Regions from separate parts of the Anas platyrhynchos genome. Here region 1 is linked to region 2. A link is a contact called in public Hi-C data. All regions are on one chromosome and are shown on one strand. Each heading gives the region's core, a stretch centred on a gene start, on an enhancer-like site or on the middle of the called end of the contact. The rest is flanking DNA. Distances are from core to core; before and after follow the strand shown. Region 1 overlaps TACC2 (transforming acidic coiled-coil containing protein 2). Region 2 holds the start of NSMCE4A (NSE4 homolog A, SMC5-SMC6 complex component).

Region 1 (5,779 bases), core at 2,438-4,937, 110 kb after region 2:
AGTAGCAAAAATGTGTTTGAGTAGCTGTGGGGATACACAGCTAGAGACCAGGTAATCATTGGTGTATGTCCCTGTCAGAAAATACTTTCAACCAGTCATGAATAAACATAAAGGCAATACTCATAAATATATCACATATTCTTCATTCTTTTGCCTGTTTCAAATTTGGGGGATTCTGAAGGGCTGCAGTGTGTGTAGTGCCAGTTGGCATTTGAGCTGTCAGGGGAAGCAGAATTGCCATATTGGTTGGTGTGGCTGTTTTTAGGGGGGGACTGATGGGTGTATGAGTAAAGATGGAGCGTTGTGCTGGCATCTTGGCAACAGCACCGGCCTCACTTTTTTGTGTAGTTCATCCAAAGCATACCCAATTCTTTCTCATTTTAATAACTTATGGGCTTCTTAGAGCTTGCTGATTAAATCTATCAGGATTTTAATTCTCAGGTCATTCTTGTAAAGCTGTGGTTTGGGCTTGATTTTCAGGTGGGAAACTGAAGCAGACAAGCTAAGTAGTTTGCTTGAGGCCACTGAGGATGCCTGGGGTGGAGCAGGGATTTGAATTGCAATGGAGCAGTTCTGTAAACGTGTCAGTACTTTTTTTTTCAGTGAATTTAGAAATATGGCAATCCTGCTTTTCTCAGCTTTTGGGGGAATCAAGGCCTGTTCCAAGTGCATGACAAAAATAAGCCCCTTCAGCATGTTTCTCTGTGGTGCTGCTGCCTCATGGATGGGATTTTAAAGCAGAAAGGCTTACAGAGATTGCATTTTCTGTAGCTGCCTCTTGCTAAGTGTGAAATGACACGATTCTTTCTGGTATTACCATATTAACTGTTTTAATTCTATTTTTAGTGATACTTTTAGGGTGAAAAAATCACCAAAAAGATCCCCGCTATCCGATCCTCCTTCTCAGGTAAAGTACTGTACCACTGTGATCCATGTAATTGTATTCTTGGAGAGAAATTTGAGTTACTTAAATATAGAATTTAGTAATAGAAGAGTTGATGTAAAGAATATAAGCATATTGATGTCCAAGCGTAGCACGTAGGCCTATAATCATAAGGTATCAGACTTTTGGCCTGCATATGATGTATTTTAGCCCTGGAAATGCAAATAGACTATTCTGAACATACTTTGGGAAGCCCTACATTACAACAGAGCAGCAAGATGAATATATATCTTTAAGTCAGGTATCAGTCTGAAAAATGAAGCTAACTGCCCACCTTGGAAAATTGATATCAGAAGGTGAGAAACTGAACGCATAAAGCTGGTGAGCTGGAAGGAAAACAGAAATAAAACACATGGGCTGCTCTACCAGGAGCATGTGCTTGGATGGTTTTATTCCTTGTCGTAAACAGCCAGCAGGTGGCTTTCTTGGAAGAGGAGTTAACAAAAGCTGCTCTGTGTGTAAGAGCCCAACTGCTTTGATGCAGCACGGCTCCTTCCGTGCTGCTTTCATCTTCCCCTCGGCTGTCCTCCCCTTTTATCGACAGCAGAGAAGTGAAGAAAGGGTTCCTGACCTCTCAGCCCTAGGCAGGCTTGCTCATTTGAGGGAAGCCTAAAAAGTCCGTGTAGCTACTCAGGGACTTCTGCCACGGGTGATGGGTGCCACTTATGTCAAGTGCCTGACAGATTTAAACCATTCTGGGTTCTCTTTCTTCCTTGTTATCAAGGCAGCTTTGCAACATGAGTGTTTATCATCAGAGAGTTTATTTACACTAGGAGGACTTGTCACTAGTACAGTTCCCAGTGAAACGCTTCATATTTTTCTGTAAGGATTTTACACAGGGCTGCAGTGAAGAGCACGGAATTAAAAAGATGACCATGGTCAGGCAGAGGAATTCAGCGTTGACTATTCTGCCTCTTAATGGAAGAGAAGAGCATTAATCAGCCCTTGTTTTCTGCAGGATCCCACCCCACTGCCTACTCCAGAAACACCTCCTGTCATATCCACGGTGGTTCATGCGACAGATGAGGAGAAACTGGCGTCTTCGGTGACCAGTCAGAAGTGGACCTGCATGACTGTGGACCTGAACACGGACAAGCAGGATTACCCGCAGCCGTCTGATCTGTCTACGTTTGTTAATGAGACTAAATTCAGCTCTCCTACCGAGGGTATGCTTTATGCAGGACTGTCTGCACCCAGCTAATGTTACTTTTTAGCAGCCCTAAAAAATGATGCTCTTTGGACCAGTTTGAGGAACTTGGTAGTTATGGGGAGCTGAATTAATAACCCAAATTCTTCTATCTTGTGTTTTCAAGAGACAGTAGAGAGGCAGCTCAAAGGAAAATGAAGGGGTCTTTTGGAGAAAATTGACTTTTTCTGTCTTTTTATGGTTATTATAGACATGCTGTGTTCTTCTGTGCATGCTACCTGCTCTCTCTGTGTCATCACAGGAGACCAGTGGCTGAAACTGCTCTTGTTTAGCACTCTTAGATCCAGGGTCACTGCGCCAATGGTTTTGCCTGAGCTTGTTCCTGTAATGTGAGTGGCAGTAAATGTGCTCTAGTATTGAAGGCCCAATGTTAAAACCCTGCTCAAAGGTTGTGCTTTAAGACCCTTAACATACCACCTCCCCTCCAGGCTTCTCGGATCCAGGTTTCTTTATGCACAGAAATGTCCAGGATATCCCTGTGGAAGACAGCAGCCATTGAGGAGCCAGGCAATATCACCTTCTATGGCAGCTTATTACGATTTTTCCTGTAGTACCTTCCTATAAGCAGTTGCAAGCCAAAGCTGGAAGTTTCTGTGAAGAGGGCTGTCATTCCAGGTCTGTGAAACGTGGAAGAGAGAATTTAGCCAGTTGGAAATGTGTGTGTGGCCTTCACTGAGGTTACCAGAGGAAATACGGCTCTGCAACATCTGCTCTCAGGGCAGCTTGTCAGCTTTGAGGCTGGGAGGAATGCAGGAGTTTAACTTGGCTTAAACTTTTCCTTCTTGATCAGACCTCGTTATTTTTCCTGACTTTTTGACCCGAGTCCCAGGCTGCCACTAGAGCTGCTCTGTACCATTTTAGCCTGGGTCTGAGGAGTTTTTGCCTGATTAAAAATTGCTAAGCTTTTAAGTCAAATGTGTCTGACAGCAAAAGGCATGAATGATCACACCGGTTTTAATGGGATCGTACATGTTCATGTGCACGTGCTCATGCGTTTGCATGGCCTGGACTTTTTGGAAATCTGTTGAGTCTTCTGTTCAGATAAGTATTTCAGTCTGGGTAAATCCATTTGGTTTTCCAGTCAAATGAGAAGTTTTAGGTAGCAGATTCACTTAACGTGTGATAAAAGAAATTTTTAAGACAATAAATATTTTTTAGAAAATAACCATCAAAATCTGGGAAAAAAATAAATTTTATGGAAGGAATTAGAACAAAAGAAGAGCAAGAGAGACTCTACAGCAATCATTTGAGCTATCAAAGAGATAGAAGAAAGTGCACAAAGCTCCTAATTAAATGCTAATTGTCTTGTCTCATGTGTGCTGCATGGTATAGTCAGTTTCAGATTACGTGCTAATTATAATCAACAATGCTTCCGCTTTTCAGATCTCTTAAAAATAATAATTTCTTCCCTTGACAGTCTTGCTCCTGCTGCTTCAAGAGTCATATGAGTAATCCCAGTGCTGTTGTCAGGGCAGATATTTTTACCCCTCCCAGCCGCTGGTGTGACTGCTGTCCTGTAACCCAACGCTGCTTTTGTACCGACACAGCCCAGCCACTGAGTCAGCCCCTACATCCAGCTCTCATCTGCGGCGTGCTCTGCTTATAACTGCTGCCTTTTTTTGTGTTTCGCAGACCAGAAATAAGCAGTAATTATTAGCAGAAAATTCTGATGCAATTGTGCAGCTATTTGTAGGAGGAGATAGAGGACATCACGTAGTGAGTCTGTTGTATGCATTTGTGAAAGATAATTATCTTACCTCATAGGGTATCCTGCGCATTTGTAGATTTAAAGGTACAGAGATAATGAGCCTGAGGTTTTGGAGGGGAGATGGTATCTTAGAGGAGATGCCTTGGAGAGAAGATGGTTTGTGATTGTGCTGGAAACTTCTCAGACCAGCAAGATCAAACAAGCTGTGTTTAGCGAGCCGTGTTGTTCTTTTTGTTCCTAGCTGAAGTATTTCCATCTGTCTTCTGCTGCCTGAACTCAGTAAGTTAAATACGTGTTGGCCCGAAAGTCAGTTGGGGTTGCAAATGCCAGGCATGCTGCAGGCAGCTGCAGGATCACGGCCACCTGTGCCAGCAGAGGATGGTGGCAGCACATCTCCTCCTCCTGTGCAGCGTGGTTGTGTGCTCACTCGTGGCTGGCTGGGGTCGTAAAGCTGCCCACAAGCAGCCGTGGTGCACCTCGTGGGCTGTGTGCAGGTAAATGAAATACACACAGACAGGTTCTTGGTTTCTCCTGCAGTAAGACATCCAGAAGGTTGTTACCATCTCCTTGTTTCAGGTTGGGTTTTGCTTTCACTAGGTAGGGGCTTGTGTCTGGTACCTGACACAAGGTTGTCTGTCTTACCTGGCTTCTGATTGCCATTAAAACATCCAGTGCCAGGAATTTAAATGAGAGGAGCCTGCTGTTATAACATTCTTTTCGCTTAGTCATTTTACTGTTGATGTCTCCCAGAGGTCAGTTACTGTGAGTTTGTGGCTGTTCCTCCTCAGTGGTTGTCCTATAAAATAAATAGACTGGGGCTTCTTGTATTCTGTGGGGCTTTTTATTCAAAACAAAACATAACAGGTAAGAGGATATCTTTAGGGCTGGTTTGTTTGTAAAGAGCACATGTTCTAATGATGGTTACTGTCAGACTCATGACAGCAGGGTAAAATGCAGAATTAGGACAAATTAATGATGCTTTTATTTTTTAAGTGTAAGTGTCACTGAACAAAGTCTTTGCTTTTATTTGCGTGCAGCAAGGTATGCTCTCCTTTCCAGTTTGCTGTGTTTTATCTGTCTTCCTCTGTATCAGCTCACTCCTTGGTGACCATGGGTTGAAGGGAAATGCTGGTTATTCCCTCTAGTGTAATTAGGAGATTAGAAGTACAGCAGCAGTAAAGATTTGCATTTTTATTAGGGTTTAGATTTAGGGTTCTTTGTAAACCTTCCTGCCTCAGGCTTTTCCTCCATAACTTAAACACAAAACCAGGCAAGTAAAGTGGGCCGTTGTCTTACCCCTTGTTCAGTGAGCATGCAGCTATTTTATGCGTTATTTTATACATCTCTTTATCTCGCGTGATACCCCAGTTGTCCTTCTTAAGTAAGAACTGTGTGATATACATTAAGAAACAGAAGTGATTTTATTTTACAACAGCTATCTTTTTTTCTGTATGTTACAGGAAACTGGAAGCAGCATTACAAATAATTGAAAAACGTGTTTTCTGTGATAAGATAACACAATAGGGGAAAGTTATCTGCTCAGGAAGTGCTCTGAAACTTTGTTAATATTCTGAGCTCTGAGGCAAAATCTTGGGCAAGCTGATAAAGCAGAATTTTTCCAGGCAACTCCATTTGCCTGATGTGTGTCATAGATTCATTGTCGAAAATCGGTGCAAGTACATCTTCTGCGTTCTCTCTGTATATTCTATTTTTAACATCTCATGGAAAAGTACCAGATTAAAATTTCAGAATGGGAATGGCCCTCGTAAATGAGAATTCTCATTTACTTATGCAAAAATTAATTCATGGCATGTATTTAATGGCTCTTTTTTGTTTCTGTTACAGAATTGGAATATGGCAACTCATATGAAATAGAATATATGGAGAAAATTGGCTCCTCTGTGCCTGTAAGTTCTCACTT
Region 2 (5,601 bases), core at 796-3,295:
TGAGCATCCAGCGCAGCCTCTCGTGCACACAAAACTGTTACAGAAGAAAAAGGCTGTATATTAATAACAAGCCATTGCCAGAAACAATGAAATTCAGCAAACAAAGCTCTATACCCAGGATATTCTCTAAATCATCTTATTGCAATGAATTCAAGTGCAGGCTGTAGTGCAATTTCTTACAGAATACTCATATTTACATTTAAAAAAAAAAAGAAAAAGTAGAGGATAAGCCTGGCAAAGGCAAGCATGGAGAACTAACAAGTTATCTTGAAAAATCAAGAGTGTATTTCATTGACAGTTTTTTTTGCTTCTCTCCAAGTGAAACAAGCCTACCTACACTAACATCTTGGGTACTACTTATGTATGTTTTCCTAGAAAGTCAACATAAAGCAAGAAGCATTTCTAACTGCAAATAAACATTAAAAAAGAGAAATTTGTTTTCCCATATAACCTTATTCAAACAATTCCTCTTCAGCTTAACAAATCTATTTCGAGTTATACATTATTTTTTATGCCAAAGTACTTGGATATAAACTTCATCTTCTTGCCATTTTGTTTATTAAGACGTTATTTACTCAAGCAATCATGTCTAACAAGGACTACAGAATTTGTTTTACCTCCACTGAACAGTTTATTGGCTTCTTCCAAAGCTTCTGTCAGTCTGTTGCTTTTCGAACTCAGCACATCCTCACGGTTTTCTAGGTGGACAGGACACAAATGAAATCCTAAATCACTTAAATATGGAAGCACCAAGAAATACACATTTACTCCTTACTCAAAACTGTCTTGCTTGTATTCCTTTATAAATAACAGATATGGAATACAGTCAAAGATTCACTGCAAGATTTTTAGTCTCTGTTCTTATTAATGCTAATGCATTAGATTGGTTTGAAGGGGCAATTTTCCATTTATTTCAAAGGAATATGATTCATGCAGCTGAATTTACGTGGAACTGCACCATCTACTGAAGTTGTGTTAGGTACGTGCATCAATTTCACCACTCCAAAACTCATTTAATTGCTCACAACCCGGTGGATCCGATTCCTGTTAGTCCCAGCTAAACACCTGTACCTGTGCCAAACTGTAGCCTTCTTGGTGTCATTCATGTTATATGTTCACATTAATCAGGGACTTCCAGGAAAAAAATAAATATAGAAGAAAGGGAAAAATGTATGCCTGGTGATTTCTGAAGATCACCAGGCGAAACAACTTACTTGTGTGTAATGATGTGAGTACAATTTAACAAGGCTTTGAGATGTGCAATTCCCAACAGCTATGTACGTTCGTTTAAGAGCGTGCTCAATACCTGGACATAACACAGTTGCTTTTCTTATATATATACAGTCACCGTCCACAAACTGTGCTGTGTTCTCTTATCAAACAGCCCTACAAACACAGCGAGGCTGCAGAAACCCACACCACATCCTCCTCCACCCGGCAGCGCCTCCTCGAGCGGGAAGGGTCCCAACGTTACAAACACACAACCCCTGCACATGGCAGCAGCCGAAACCCCTCCTCCCGTTTGGGCAGGAGCCCCCCCAGCACTGCCAGGAGGCCTGGGGGGGATGGGTAAGGGGTGAGGGCCCCCCAGCCCCGCTGCTCACGCTGCACGCTGCAGATCAGCTCCCGGTACTGGTTGCGGATCATCCTCCGGCTGCGCTCGTCCGCGCTGCCCTCCGCCCTCCGCGGCCCTTCTCCTCCTCCCTCCTCCTCCTCCTCCTCCTCCTCTTCCTCCTCGTCTTCCCCGACGGCCGGCGGCCGGCCGAGCCTGCTGGAGAGCCGCCGCCGCCGCCGCTGCTCCGCGGAGCCGTTTTGGGAGGCGAGGGGCAGCGAGAAGCGGCCGGAGCCCGGCTCGGAGCCCCGCGGGGAGGACTCGCCGCTGCCGCCCGCCTCCGACATCGCCGCCGGCAAGGCAGGGGCCGAGCCCCCGCGGCGGCGGCAAATGGCGGCCGCGGCCCGAGCTGAGGGAGCAACGGGCGGCGGCGGCTTCCCGCCCAGCCTCAATGGCGGAGCGGGAGCGGGGCGGCTATGGCGGAACGGCCCCGGCAGGGGGCGACGCCCGCGCGGCGACGCCAATGGAGGCGGCTCCCAGAGGCGGCACCTGCCCCGCAGCTCGGCTGAGGGGGGGCTCCGAGCTTTGGCTGGGGTTAGGGGTGGGAAGTTGTGGTGAATAAAGCCGTGGGGAATAAATCCGTGGGGAATACCGCCACATCTTTCATCTGCTTTCGAGCTTTTCTGATATCTGAGGGGAAGATGAGGTAAAAATTGCAGGCAAAGGGATCAGGCACCTGACTGAGCATCTCCACTGGACACAGCACAGAACCATCTAGGTGGGAAGAGACCTCAAGATCACCCGGTCCAACCTCTGAGCTAACACTAACAAGTCCTCCACTAAACCATATCGCTAAGTTCAACATCTAAACATCTTTTAAAGACCTCCAGGGATGGTGACTCCACCACTCCCCTGGGCAGCCCATCCCAATGCCTCACAACCCTCTCAGTAAAGAAGTTCTTCCTAATATCCAACCTAAACCTCCCCTGGCGCAACTTTAGCCTGTTCCCCCTCGTCCTGTCACCAGGCATGTGGGAGAATAGACCAATATAATACACATAGATTAATTAGTCACTAAGTAAAGGTCTGTGCTCATACATTAACATACATTATACCACACATACATTAACAAATACAAATACAAACACATTATATTACACATACATTAACAAATGCATGCTCTGAAGTGGAACAGACAGGTAAGCTAGTTAATTAGGAGCAGCAGCATAGTTTATACAAAAGACACCAAAGTTAGATGAGAGAATGCATGCTATTAATTTACCAGGCTGGAAGAAATAACAGTCTGTATTTTTAAACGATCCCAAACCAAGTCCAGAACAAGATCCCAAACAAGTCCAGAAAATTCAGCTATATTAAAATTTTAATTTAATGAGGAATGAGTTTATGTTACAGACCAAACCCTTATTTTAGTAGATAATTTCACCTCTCTCGTTCTGTTCTTCTCCCTGTACCAGCATCATTAGGGTTGGGCTTGTGATGCTGGATCTGGCTTCCACCTGGGAGCAGTAGCCCAGCAAATGGGCACTTATTTTCTCATACTTGACCATAACCATCAGAACTGTTGTACAAATACTGTTGTATAAATGTTGCCCAGGAACTGTGCTGATCCATGCAAGTGGATTGCCCATCAAAATAAATTGCTTGTGTGAATCCGTTGACTCCAACAAAGTTATCATAAATGGTGACTTTAACCAAAAACATGGTTTCAAAGGCAACATACACCACAATATTTTGTCTTTTTAAAATGCTTACCCTATGTAATTTGACACAGAAATTCCAAATTATAAGTTTTATTATAATACACCATTAGAGGAACAACACTGAACATTAAAAGTTGATTTTTAAGAACTTTGTTAAATGTAAGCATATACCTTTTCTTTGCAAGCAACCTAGGAATATATTTGTAGTTTTCTCTGCTTATAAGTTCAAATTAATCCTGCAAAATATAAATAGATTTCACTGTACTTCATTATGTGATTAATACTATTGTGTTGCTTTAATCATCACAGAGTTTTGTTAGAGTATTTTTAGCAGGTATTCTAAAACATCTTCATAGGTGAGACTGATTTAATGTAGTGCCATGGATCTACCTTGTCTTCCCCAAATCACTACTTCTGCTGGACTACAGACTGTAAAATATGCATAAATGATCTTTCAAAATATATTTTTAAACTATTTTGGTTTTCAATACAAAAGGTCGACTTATAGTTCTGGCTATTAAACAATTTCCTATTCTTTGTGTGACTAGTAGCGTGCTGTCAAATTTGTGTCTCAAGTTGATTATGAGCAATATGCTTTTAGACCCTAACACAAAAAGTCTCACAAGAGGATCCAAACAAGACTGGGGCCCATTGTACAGTGCAATGCACAAATAGTAAGAAATGTTCCCTGTTCCAAGGACTTTGAAATGCAGAGCAAAATGCAAAATGCTGAGGTGGGTGCAAGGCACAGGGAAAGGTTCAGTACAAGCTGGAGGGTTCGGTGCCTTGCTGAGGAAATGGGGTTGTATCCAGTCTCATACAAACACTAATCTTGTTTCTGAAGATGATGCTTGCTTTCTTGAAATCCATGTTTGACCTTTCTTGGTGCTTAGACAAGCAGGGCCTTTTACTCATTGGGTACAAGAGCAAAACATCCCACAGACTGTTCTTTGTCTCGAGTGTACAATAAAATGGCAAAGTGTTCTAAAAGAGGCAACCCACATTAACAAAAAATTAAACACTAAAAAGCAGAATGGCACGACAAATACTGCACAGCATACAAATTCACTTTTAACAAGAATATTGCGCACTATAAAATGATTTCAACAATTACCATTGCAGTCCTTCAGCAGCTTGTATTTACATGGGAAGAAAGACCTCCCCACATGGATCAGTGGAGTGCAATGTGAAATCAGTTTTCAGTTTCATCACAAAAACCTCTTTCACTGAAGCTACATATGTCACTTGGGAGTGGTAGGAGGAGAGGAGAAGCCTTCTGCTGTTCTCCATGTGGACCAGTCTGTCACAGCACGTGCTACACAGCTATGTGTGAGACAGAAGTTGGGCGCTATTCCTAATTCCTACTCCGTGTTTGTGTTGCAGAGGATGGACTGGTGGTTTCAGACAGCATAATCAAGTATCGTCTCCTCTTGGGTCATCTAGGGAAACCAAATCTGGGAGCAATGAACAGAAAGGTATAACTGCATTATTCTGCAAGAAGACAGCATTTCAGGAGTGGAAGTGTCAGCCAGCACAAACCTCAGTGTGTTGTCTCATGGCTAGAGAGTGACACAGGGCTATGTGGCAGGTAGAACCGAACTAGAGCCTCCAGCTGAATTTCAGTTCTGAGCACTGCACGTTTTGTATATATCATGATACAGCTGCTCAGATGGATGCTGTATTTCAGCAAGCAGTAGGCAGTCCCTGTTGTCATGAAGTACAGAGAAATAATGTTATTTCTTACAGTGCTGCAAAGTTAATTACCAGTGGTGGTGACTGTGCGTCTCAGACAGCTCAGGAGCTGCCCAGCATGCTGGTGCTCATCTACAGCCAATAAACTCTGGACCTACCACCAGAAGATTTAGTAACAAATCTAATCATTTGCCCGGTTCTAGAAAATCACTCTTCTGGTGCAAAGATCCCCAATCTGCCTGCAGGTGTTTCCAAGATTTAATGGAAAAAACATTTTAAAATGTGACAGGTTAGTCTCTGCCTAAGACTGCTGCGTATGATACTAAAGAATAAACTTTTTGCATTTCCCTTGAATACACTAAAATAAATGTTACTGTTCAGGATGAAGAGACAAAATAAGAAACTCATTATTTAAGAAAATTGCAACACAGGACCTGTTGCACAGTGACAGCTGTTTCTGACATACAGACAATCCTGGTAATCTGAAATGGGTCCTAAACTAATTGAAAACACCAGAAATAAAACGTCTGAGATATTTGCCAGTCAGCTGCCAGCTCTGCAAGCAAATACAGATGAGGGGAATTTGCTTTTGTGTAGAAGTAAGTGTATGTTTATATACTTGGGTTTTGCAGAAGC

The links. Hi-C and Micro-C count contacts between places; a contact is called where the count stands out from the background.
Region 1: a Hi-C map of skeletal muscle shows a contact between it and region 2, with 2.3 times the contacts expected there. The contact joins the enhancer-like site here to the promoter of NSMCE4A in region 2. A contact is called at or near these places in 3 of 8 Hi-C or Micro-C datasets (liver, skeletal muscle and subcutaneous adipose tissue).

What each region holds. Positions count from the first base shown.
Region 1 is chr6:36,770,589-36,776,367 of IASCAAS_PekinDuck_T2T, forward strand. TACC2 (transforming acidic coiled-coil containing protein 2) reads left to right here. Exons shown (of 24, transcript XM_072039875.1): 11 at 847-907; 12 at 1,902-2,109; 13 at 5,704-5,765. Among named protein-coding and RNA genes, the nearest start is that of PLEKHA1, 68 kb to the right of the region's middle. Within about 2 kb of position 3,688, at least 2 of the 8 cell types and tissues checked have an H3K27ac peak or open chromatin away from gene starts, as enhancers often do.
Region 2 is chr6:36,666,859-36,672,459 of IASCAAS_PekinDuck_T2T, forward strand. It overlaps NSMCE4A (NSE4 homolog A, SMC5-SMC6 complex component), which reads right to left and starts at 2,046. Exons shown (of 11, transcript XM_027460511.3): 1 at 1,605-2,046; 2 at 618-698; 3 at 1-34. The coding sequence starts at 1,899.